2 separate regions of the Anolis sagrei genome follow, and region 1 is linked to region 2. A link is a contact called in public Hi-C data. All regions are on one chromosome and are shown on one strand. Each heading gives the region's core, a stretch centred on a gene start, on an enhancer-like site or on the middle of the called end of the contact. The rest is flanking DNA. Distances are from core to core; before and after follow the strand shown.

The links. A called contact is a pair of places that touch in the nucleus more often than the background predicts.
Region 1: a contact with region 2 is called in a Hi-C map of mixed tissue, with 4 times the contacts expected there. The contact joins the promoter of LIPT1 here to the promoter of COA5 in region 2. A contact is called at or near these places in 2 of 2 Hi-C or Micro-C datasets (both in mixed tissue).

Annotation. Positions count from the first base shown.
Region 1 is chr3:102,644,017-102,649,118 of rAnoSag1.mat, forward strand. LIPT1 (lipoyltransferase 1) reads left to right here and starts at 3,766. Exons shown (of 2, transcript XM_067466829.1): 1 at 3,766-3,912; 2 at 4,494-5,102. The coding sequence starts at 4,740.
Region 2 is chr3:102,418,115-102,423,223 of rAnoSag1.mat, forward strand. COA5 (cytochrome c oxidase assembly factor 5) reads right to left here and starts at 1,568. Exons shown (of 3, transcript XM_060769786.2): 1 at 1,398-1,568. The coding sequence starts at 1,499. UNC50 (unc-50 inner nuclear membrane RNA binding protein) reads left to right here and starts at 1,930. Exons shown (of 6, transcript XM_060769785.2): 1 at 1,930-2,128.

The DNA.
Region 1 (5,102 bases), core at 2,516-5,015, 230 kb after region 2:
TAATTGAAGTTTCCGAACAGTCTTCAAAGGCAACCCCACGTAGAGCGCGTTGCAGTAATCTATTCAGGATGTAACAAGAGTGTGGACCACCGTGGCCAGATCCGGCTTCCCAAGGTACAGGTGCAGCTGGCGCAGCTGATGCCCATTAAGAGCTTGCTTTCAGGGGACTCTGTTGTCTAGCCCAGGCCTGGGCAAACTTGGGCCTTCTGGGTATTTTGGACTCCAACTCCCACCATTCCTAACAGCCTCGGGCCCCTTCCTTTCCCCCCTCAGCCACTTAAGTGCCAAGATTTACCCTGATAGCTGTAACAATCACAGAGAAACGAGCCTCTACACTTTCCTCATTGGCACCAATGGACCAAATCCTACTGAAACAAAAAATGAAACCCGGGTTCCAAATTATGAATCCCCCCCCCCCAAATATCCCAGAATTTTCCCAATAACATAATCAGGAACACCCGAAATCAAAACATAAACAGAACGGTTGTGGAGACGAGGGAAGCATCAAGATACATGGTCACATTTGGTGGGATGAGAGACAGGACGTTCTCCGTAGTGGCCCCTCGACTGTGCAACTCCCTCCCTAATGAGGTTTAATTCTGCCCCCTCTCTCCTGACCTCCCAGAAGAAACTTAAATCCTGACAACGGGATCAAGTATTTGCATAATAGACTGATTTTACTGGTGAAGATAAGATTTTATTTGACCGCAATTTGGACTAATTTGGATAATCTGGCGAATTGTATATATCTATTTTTATATATTTGGCTGTAGTTTATTATGTGTTTTATATTGTGTCTGCATTGAATTGTTGCCTGTGGGAAGCCGTCCTGAGTCCCTCCTTGGAGTTCAAGAAGGACGGGGTATAAATGTTCTAAATAAATAAATAAATCAGTTGTTTACAAAGAGCCCTTGGTGGCACAATGGGTTAAAAACTTGTGCCAGCAGGACTGCTGACCGAAAGATCGACAGTTTGAATCTGGAAAGCGGGGTGAGCTTTTATCTGTCAGCTCCAGCTTCTCGTGCAGGGACACGAGAGAAGCTTCCCACAGAATGGTAAAACATCTAGGCGTCCTCTGGGCAACATCCTTGCAGACGGCTAATTCTCTCACACCATAAGTGACTTGCAGTTTCTCAAGTGTCTCCTGACATGGAGAAAAAAAGCTGTTTGCAGAAATATAAAAGGTCTGATAGACCACCCAGAGTTCAAATTGTATTTCTATTACCTTTAAAACAGCAAAACTAACAAAACCAAATCTCAAACAGCCCATGGACTAAGTATGCTTCATAGGCATGAGATCCTAACTGGAAGGGGGAAAATGAAGTGGTGGAGGATCAAATGGAGTACACTGGTAGAAGGTGTGGTTGACTGATGTTCCATTAAAGGCAATAGAAACACGATTTTAATTTTCTGATGATCTTTCCAAAGCAACTGGATGAAGGGAGATGAAGAAATATGCCTCAAGGTTTTCTGCATCCTGTATACATATTAGCAGAGGGAATTTGTATCTAGGAGACTTGCTTGGCAAGCTGCTGCCAGAGCCAACCCATTGGGGGATTTGGCATCAGTAGCACCAGCCTTTTCAAAAGGAAGAGCCATTAATACTTTGAGCATGTTGACCATCACACCATGAAAAGTTTTGCATTCTAGATGGTTATCTCTGACGGGTTAGTAAGTAACAACCCACTTACTAACCTGACGGGTTAGTAAGTGGCTGTATAGTATTTATGTTAGATATGTTTGATTATGGAATTCAAAGTATAGTTGGACCACAGCATAACATCAAGGGATATTATGCCTCAATACTATGACAATTTTATTTTTTGTTATAACACCATTACCAATATTTTCTAAATTAACTCAAATTTAATGTAGTTTCTTATACAAAGTGGTGAGGTATGTGTTGATATGAAATATTTAATAGCATTGATTTTATACATACCATATATGATTTTATACATACCATATATATGGACAATGTTCAAAAATAGAATTCTGGAAGGTTTCGAGAAATAAAAACTTGTGGTTGTGATTTACAAAGATAAAAGCTTTATTACGACATATACATAGGTGATATATACATAAATTGAGTTAAATAGGTTGCATATGATAATGACGACATAAATAAAGTAAGAGAAATAAACAAATGGTAGGTTATTGTAGGTCTTTTCAGGCTATATGGCCATGGTCTAGAGGCATTCTCTCCTGACGTTTCGCCTGCATCAAATGGTAATTGTTTATGTAAATGCAATAAGTTGGCAACAGTGACTGCCAAGGGTATTACTTATGTATAGCCAATGCACTTTAACTGTAATAAAGAGCATTATTTTTCATCAATTTCTAATATTACTTCCAGCAGTAAATTAAATTAAATCAAGCATTCTAATAGTTTTTTTTCCCACACGTAGGGTAAAAAGGACAGTCTTATAGGACATCTTCATTTACTTGGCATTTCAAGATAGCGTGGTCGTTTCCTGTATATGCACGCTAACTACATAATCGGAAAATGCTGCAGTAAAACGAATACTCTAATAATTATAATTCAAAATGACACAAATCCTGGAAAATCGGCAATAAATGATCATTTCCCCCCAAAAAACGAGGAAATATGTCTAGGACCTATGACGAACTTTTTCCAAGTTACAGGGAAAAAAATACCACAGAGGATTCAAAATAATGCAGACACTCGGCGAGAAGATATCAGCAATAATGCCCAGGGTTTACAGAACATAAAGGAAATGATAGTTTGGAAGTTATTTATATTTCCTGATGTTACAAAGGTTCAAGGATATTCTGCTAAAATGTGTAATATATGACATGATACTTTATGTATATATGTTAATTGGAAAAGTTAGCCAAAATAATAAAAGAGTTAAATTAAATGACTCAAGTCTTGTTTTCAATACCCTGTTGAATTTTTCATCATAAAGATATTTACATTTAATGGTATGAGCAAATCGTATTAGAAAATTATTTATTTCCTTTGAAAATGAAGAATGTGATTGGGTTGCTTTGAGTTTTTCGGGCTGCTTGGCCATGTTCCAGTACCATTCTATCCTGCTGTTTTACCCATATCTATGGCAAGCATCCTCAGAGGTTTGTTCAGAAGTGTGTTGGAAATGAGGCAAGTGTGGTGTATGTATATCTGGAATGTCCAAGGTGGGAAAAAGAACTCGTCGTCTTGAGCCAAGTGTGAATATTGCAATTGGCCACTTTGGTTAGCATTGAATGGCCTTGTCGCTTCAAAGCCTGGCTGCTTCCTGCTTGGAGGAATCCTTCGTTGGGAGGTGTTAGCTGGCCCTGGTTGAGTCTTGTCTGGGATTCTGTTTTATTTTATTATCATTATTAAGTGTTCCTCTATTTACTGTCCTGATTTTTAGTTTTTTAAATACTGGTAGCCACATTTTGTTTATTTTCATATCTCCCTCCTTTCTGTTGAGATTGTCCATATGCTTGTGGATTTCAATGGCTTCCCTGTGTAGTCTGACATAATTTTAGGAACATTAAAGCACTTTTTCCACTGCACAAAATAGTTCAAGGTTTGTTTAAGATAAAACGCCACGAAATATAACCTACATTTTGAGAAGTGCGATCTCAACAGAGGAGAGAGCAGCAGAGATGCGCAAACTATTCAAAAAATCCCGGCTTTACCTCCTTTCCTTCGGGCCAAGCTCACTTCCCGCATGAAGAAATAGCAAAGATGGCCGGAAGTTCCCTACCTGATGTACGCCTCTTTTCTATTTCGTATCTCTACATGCAAATGGATCGGTCCGACTTCCTGGTGCTGCGGGCGCTCGGGTCTTTCCGGAAACTTTCGGCTGCGCTGCCGAAGAGCCGAGTCCCGGTTCAGAGAGCCACAAAGAGAAGGAGAAGGTGGATCGCTCCCTTCCCGAACTGAGCGCCCCTGAGAGGGTAATTTGGGTCGCCTACCACTTTAAGGACTCGCTGCCCAGGTAGCAGTGCCTTCAGGACTGGGTTCGGATTCTGCCTTGAGGCTGCAGCCCTGGCCATGCTTATATCCTGAGATTATCAAGTGTGTGTAGTATTCTCCACTATGGAACTGAATGACGATATCAAGGGAGGAAGCTTAGATGAGGAGCCCAAAAGATGTTGATCTTCTGATACTGTTGCATTCTAGCAAAAAGGGATGTTGGGCCAGTTGGTTCTGAAACCAAGGTTGCTGCAACCATGGGAGGCACATGAAGGATGAAAGTTTTCCTCAATTTCTGAGTTTACACAAACCAGTTAGTGTTGTAGGTAAAGCCCCTTAGGAGGCAGTGATAGGCTAATAATATAAAATATTGTATATACATATAATATTGATAATAACATTATAATGTAATTCAATATAATGCTACTAATAATACAATATAATAATTGTATATTATATATTGCATGTAATATTTCTAATAATACTGCAGTGTAGTGGTATAGCATTAATTGAATTAACTATTTATAAATAAATAATAAATACTCTGTGTTCTTCTCCTTAGGTTACCACTGATGCACACAAAAGAAATAAGTAATTTCCTTCATTCCTCCAGTGTTTAATATTCCATTGTCTACTCATCAGGAAAAAGAGAAATTGTACAAAATCATCCAGTTGACAAGATTGTTTCCTGTGCTTTTTGAAAAGGATGACACTGGAACTATGGTTTGAAAAGATACATTTTTATTAGAGGAACAGACTATGCAAAAGTGCCAATTTTTGAAAATTGATCATTGGATTTCCCTGAAACATGATCCTTCAGTTATCTCTGAAGAAGTGCTTCCCATTATACCATGTTTTCAAAGTCCCAAATGCTGGTTTCCAGCACGCATCAAGGGGAGGGCTGGTCCTACAGTCTGTTTCCCAGGACATTTATGAGAATTTGGCTTTAGAGGACTGGATCCATGATAATATGGATTTAGAGAACAGACAGGTTCTTTTCCTGTGGAGGAATTCTTCTACGGTGGTGATTGGCAGGCACCAGAATCCCTGGCAGGAATGTAATCTCAAATTCATGAGGCAGAAAGGCATAAAACTCGCTCGAAGGAGAAGTGGGGGAGGCACCGTTTACCACGATCCTGGCAATATCAACCTCACTTTCTTTACCAATCGG
Region 2 (5,109 bases), core at 318-2,817:
AAAGCTCCTCAACTTGCCCATTTGTTCCAATAGTTTGAGACAATGCACCTTAAACTATGTAGGCACTGACAACTTCTCCCACAATGCTGTGATGGGAAACTGCACCGGGCAACACATGAAAAGTCCTGCCTCTTATTTTCTGTATCATGTTTCAGCAGAATTTTTATTCAAATATCCCTGTAATTAGATATAACAACAGAAATCTTTCTTTCAAAAGTCCAGTTTACATGCACTGAATCAATATAAGCTAAAAGTCTATGCTGTTTTATTTTCTGAACACTATAACAGCATGAGCTCCAGTCAGAGCTGATATTAATACCCAATTACAACACTGTGAACGCTCTGATCTACACTGCCATATAATACAGCTTCAACTTGCATTATATGACCGTGTAGCTGGGCTCTACATCTGCACACACTACCAGCATACACTACTGTCTCCAACAGGTCTGGGTTTTTTAAAATAATAACTGGTTTTTGTCAATTTTTCTTACATTTTTGGCTACAATATTGTGGCATGTTCTAGTACAGGACAAGGTGCATGGGGAGGGGACACCAAGAATTAATGCATCAGGTGACATCAATGAAGAGCTTTCCAACTGTGTGGTAGGACTTGTTAGTGCAGTGGTTCTCAACCTGTGGGTCCCCAGGTGTTTTGGCCTACAACTCTCAGAAATCCCAGCCAGTTTACCAGCTGTTAGGATTTCTGAGAGTTGAAGGCCAAAACATCTCGGGACCCACAGGTTGAGAACCACTGTGTTAGTTGTAGTGTGTAAGTTTGTCACGTGAACATAATAAGAAACCTGAGTCTATGTGAAATGAATGGTTTCCATGAGGTTTACAATTTATGTATGCGCCCGTACCTTTTATAAAGGGTTGGCTTAACCTCTGCTTTGCTTGTAAAACTGAATTGATGTGCCGCGAAATGGTGCAAGTCTAAAAAAAGGTGTGTCACCAACATAAAATGTTGGGAAAGCTCTTGTCTCACCTGACCACAAATTCCTACACAGCTTCAACATTTGTACACTTCAGGACTGTTTAGGTGAAACCTTAGTAGTCATGTATTTAATACTGTCACTTCATCTGGAGGGGCAATTACCCTACAGAAAAGGAAAGGCCCCCAGCTGCATAAGGCAATGGTTTGGGACTTCAAATCCCAGAAGCCCCTGCCAGATTGGACAACTGTCAGGAATTCTGGGAGCTGAAGTCCAAAACACCCAGAGGACCAGGCATCAGGGAAAGCATGTCAGGCTGCCTGGTGTGAGAAGTGGGATCGGCCTCCTATTTATCCCTCACTGGCTCCTTCCTCGCTTGCTTTTTTCCTAGAAGCGCCAAAAGGGCCTGAGGCTGTTAGGAATGCTGGGAGTTGGAGTCCAAAGGGGCGCCTGGGCCTCTACCTGGATGACGCAGCTGCTCTCGATCAGGCACGTGCGCAAGTCCTCGCGCACCCCCGAGCACGCGCGCCCGCCCTGCTCCTTCTCTTCGTAGTACTTGGGCATCGCGGCCGAGGAGCGACCCCCCGCCCTCTTCCTCCTCCCTCGGCTTCGGCCTTAGTTTGCGCATGCGCACGGAAGGCCACGCCCCTTTCCAGCCTAGGCCGCCTGTACCTGACTCGTAGAGCTATAAAATTAAAGACACACCCGTAATTTTACAGACTACGATCTCCTAGTATTTTTGGACTTCAACTCCCAGCATTCCTAACAGCCTCAGGCCTTTTCCTTTTCCCCCTCAGCCGCTTAAGCGGCTGAGGGGGAAAAGGAAAGGGCCTGAGGCTGTTAGGAATGCTGGGATTTGAAGTCCAAAACACCTGAGGGCATTGAGCCACGGCATCGCACTCCACAACGCAGGCGCACTCAAGGCCTGCTTGTCAAGACTACCCGTCACGCACCGCAGCGACAGGGAAAGTTCTCTCGCGCGACTGGCGGGCGCTTTGCGCCTGCGCTCTGCCGCCTTCTTCCCGGAAGACGCTGAAAGAGAAGGGAGAGGACAGCTGGTGTGAGTTGGCAGCGTTCGGAGGGACGCTCCCTTCTCCTTCGCGGGGCGCGCGGCTGCTTCCTAGGAGCCCTTCGAGCGCCCCCCACTGACAGAAAGGGGCGGGGCTTGGAGGCGGCGCGTGAGGGGCATAACGGTAGGCAGGCGCGCGAGTTCTTTCCTCGGGTTCTCAAGCAGCCCCCCCTCCCCACACGGGAGCACGGAGGCAGCTTGGCACCACTCGCACTGCCATGGCTCAAGGCTGGGAAATCATAAAAGAGCTGTCGTTTGGAGAGGCTACAACTCCCAGGCTGTGTTGTTTTGCCTCAACCCTCTTCCTCCTTAGATCAGTCCACTTCCACTTTTTTATTCCTTGTTGTTGTTGTTGTTAGTAGGTTAGACTAGAACTCTTTCCCTCCTGCTGTGTTTCCACAACATCTATTATGCTGGGAACCTGATCTCCTCTCCTTACAAAGGAACACTTGAAAGACATACAAAGGAAAGTTGGTTACCTGGTAAGAGTTAATAGAGCTATATGATGAGGCAGCCTGGAATCTCTAAATATGGATTGTTGTAAGTTTTTCGGGCTGTATGGCCATGTTCCAGAAGCATTCTCTCCTGATGTTTCGCCTGCATCTATGACAGGCATCCCCAGAGGTTGAAACTTCACAACCTCTGAGGATGCCTGCTATAGATGCAGGTGAAACGTCAAGAGAGAATGCTTCTGGAACATGGCTAAGCAGCCTGAAAAACTTACGACAACTCAGCGATTCCAGCCATGAAAGCCTTTGACAATATCTCTAAATGTTTTGCAGCATGATTAAAGCAGAATCTCAGTAAAAAGTAATGCATAGGCTGTAATGGAAGTATTGTATCTTCCTCCTTCCCTTGAGTAATAATAATAATAATTTATTTATTTGACTAGTCATATGACCATTTCAAAATACAACACACCTGCAGGAGGCCATAGCAACACCTCTTTGGCCCTGTTGCCTTACAACTCCTAGGCAGGATGCCTCCATGACCACACAACTTCGTGCTGAGAGTATTTCAACGGCCTAACTGCCCACCGCCAGCCATAGCAACACCTGCGCGGGGCCATAGCAACACCCCTTCGCTCCTGCTGCCTTACAGCTCCTGGACAGGACACCTCCATGGCCACATAACCTTGTGGCAGTACTTCAACGGCCTAGCAGCCTGGCCATAGCAACACCTATTGAATTACTCCTTTTGTCTTAATTGTACAGGGTTAGTCAAAATGAATAGGCCAATATATATGTATAATATATATATTATTGGCCTATTCATTTTGACTAACCCTGTATTACATCAAGACCAGAATGAAATCCAAAGAAAATAGCACACAAATCTGAAACAATTATATCTTGTAAGCTGCTCTGAATACCCTTCAGGGTGAGAAGCACAGCATATAAATGAAATAAATAAATAAATGACAAGGCAGCAGCTGACCTTCTATTTACAGTCAAAATCTTATTTTCCTGGTTCTTCTTTCAGGAAATGTGCCCTTTTCTTGATAGCTTTCAGAATACAAAGACTTATTCTGATTATGGTGGATCTTTCCTGTCCTTGCAAGAGGAATGTCAGAAGATCATTTCTGTTGGGGGACCTAAAGTTGGATAATATTGGATGAAAATACCTGTATCGCAGTTCAGTATATGCTGTACAGTCAATCAGGAAATGTTCAATATCTTCCACAGTTTGTTCTCCCCATACGCAGCATCTCTAACTTATTGGGATGTTACAGTAATGCCCAGTTTGCATCAAAATTCTGAGTTGTTCAAACCTAGCCCTAGTATATATTCTTCTTAATATAATATATTCTTGAGTTAAGAAGTGAATTCATTTATTAAGTTCTGGTTTGATGCTGCATCTCTGGCCCTTGCAGACAGGCCCTATATCCCAGGTTCTCTGTTTATCCCAGATTTTCTGGCAATGCGAACTCATATAATCCAGTTTAAAAAAGAAAACTTTAACCCAAGCCAACCCAAACTCTCCCTATGTGGTTTTATTGTGCCAAAATCAGCAAAACGTAGCAGCGAGTGCTACAGATCCTACAGTCTTTACAAGTAATATGTTAGATGTGCTTTTAATCTTTTTAAAAAAATGATGTAGGTGACTGTATTTTGATAATGAATGGGCTGAATGGAAACTGCATGCAGATTAAAATGTAATCTGAGTCCTACGCCACATGGGCAAGTCATGGCTTTGGAGTTGAAAACATAGTGGGCACACTTCTGCCTCATAAATGCAAAAATGGCCTTGCTGACCATAAAAAATTCCAGCATCCATATTATGGAGATATTTTGTTGTTGTTCATAGTTGCCAAGTCTGCTGTGAATGAGAGACCTCCAAGTCACTCTATCCTCAACAGCCCTGCTAAGTTCTTAAAGACTCGGGGCTATTTCCTTCTTAGTGGAGTCTTATTTCTATTGCAGTTTTCCTCTTCCTAATTTTTCCCATTTTACCAAATATTGTTGTATTTTCTAATGAGTTCTGCTGTCCCTATAAGCCAGTGGTTCTCAACCTCTTGGTCCCTAGGTGTTTTGGCTTACAACTCCCAGAAATCCCAGCCAGTTTACCAGCTGTTAGGATTTCTGGGAGTTGGAGGCCAAAACATCTGGGGACCCACAGGTTGAGAACCACTGCAAGTCTAGCCAAGCTGATGGCATTATTTGGAAGCACAGGGCTGTAAATGCTTTTCTAAGGGTTTACAGATGTTAAGTCTTGAAGATACTGTTGACAATATTGCTCACTCTTTAGTAGATGATATTAAGTAGTGAAACCTTGCTGTTTACTACACTACAAGTTGTCAGTTGCATCCATCTCAAAGTTTTTATCTCTAATCACCTTCTTGTCCAACTACATTAGGGTTGTTGTTGACCCATCAAAATACTGAAGGAGCAGGGCCAACCAGTATTGAGCCCAACCTCCCTTCTTATATTGCTCCATCAAGCATTCCTTTATTATACTCTCGTTCTCCATTTCCAGAAGGCTCTTCCCATATGAGATGTTAAGCTTATGCATTCTGATCTTAAGTGAGGGAAGATCCAATTCAAGCCTTAACAAGGCAGATGGTGTCCCGGGGGGAAGGGCTAAAAGAGCTCTTACAAACTTATT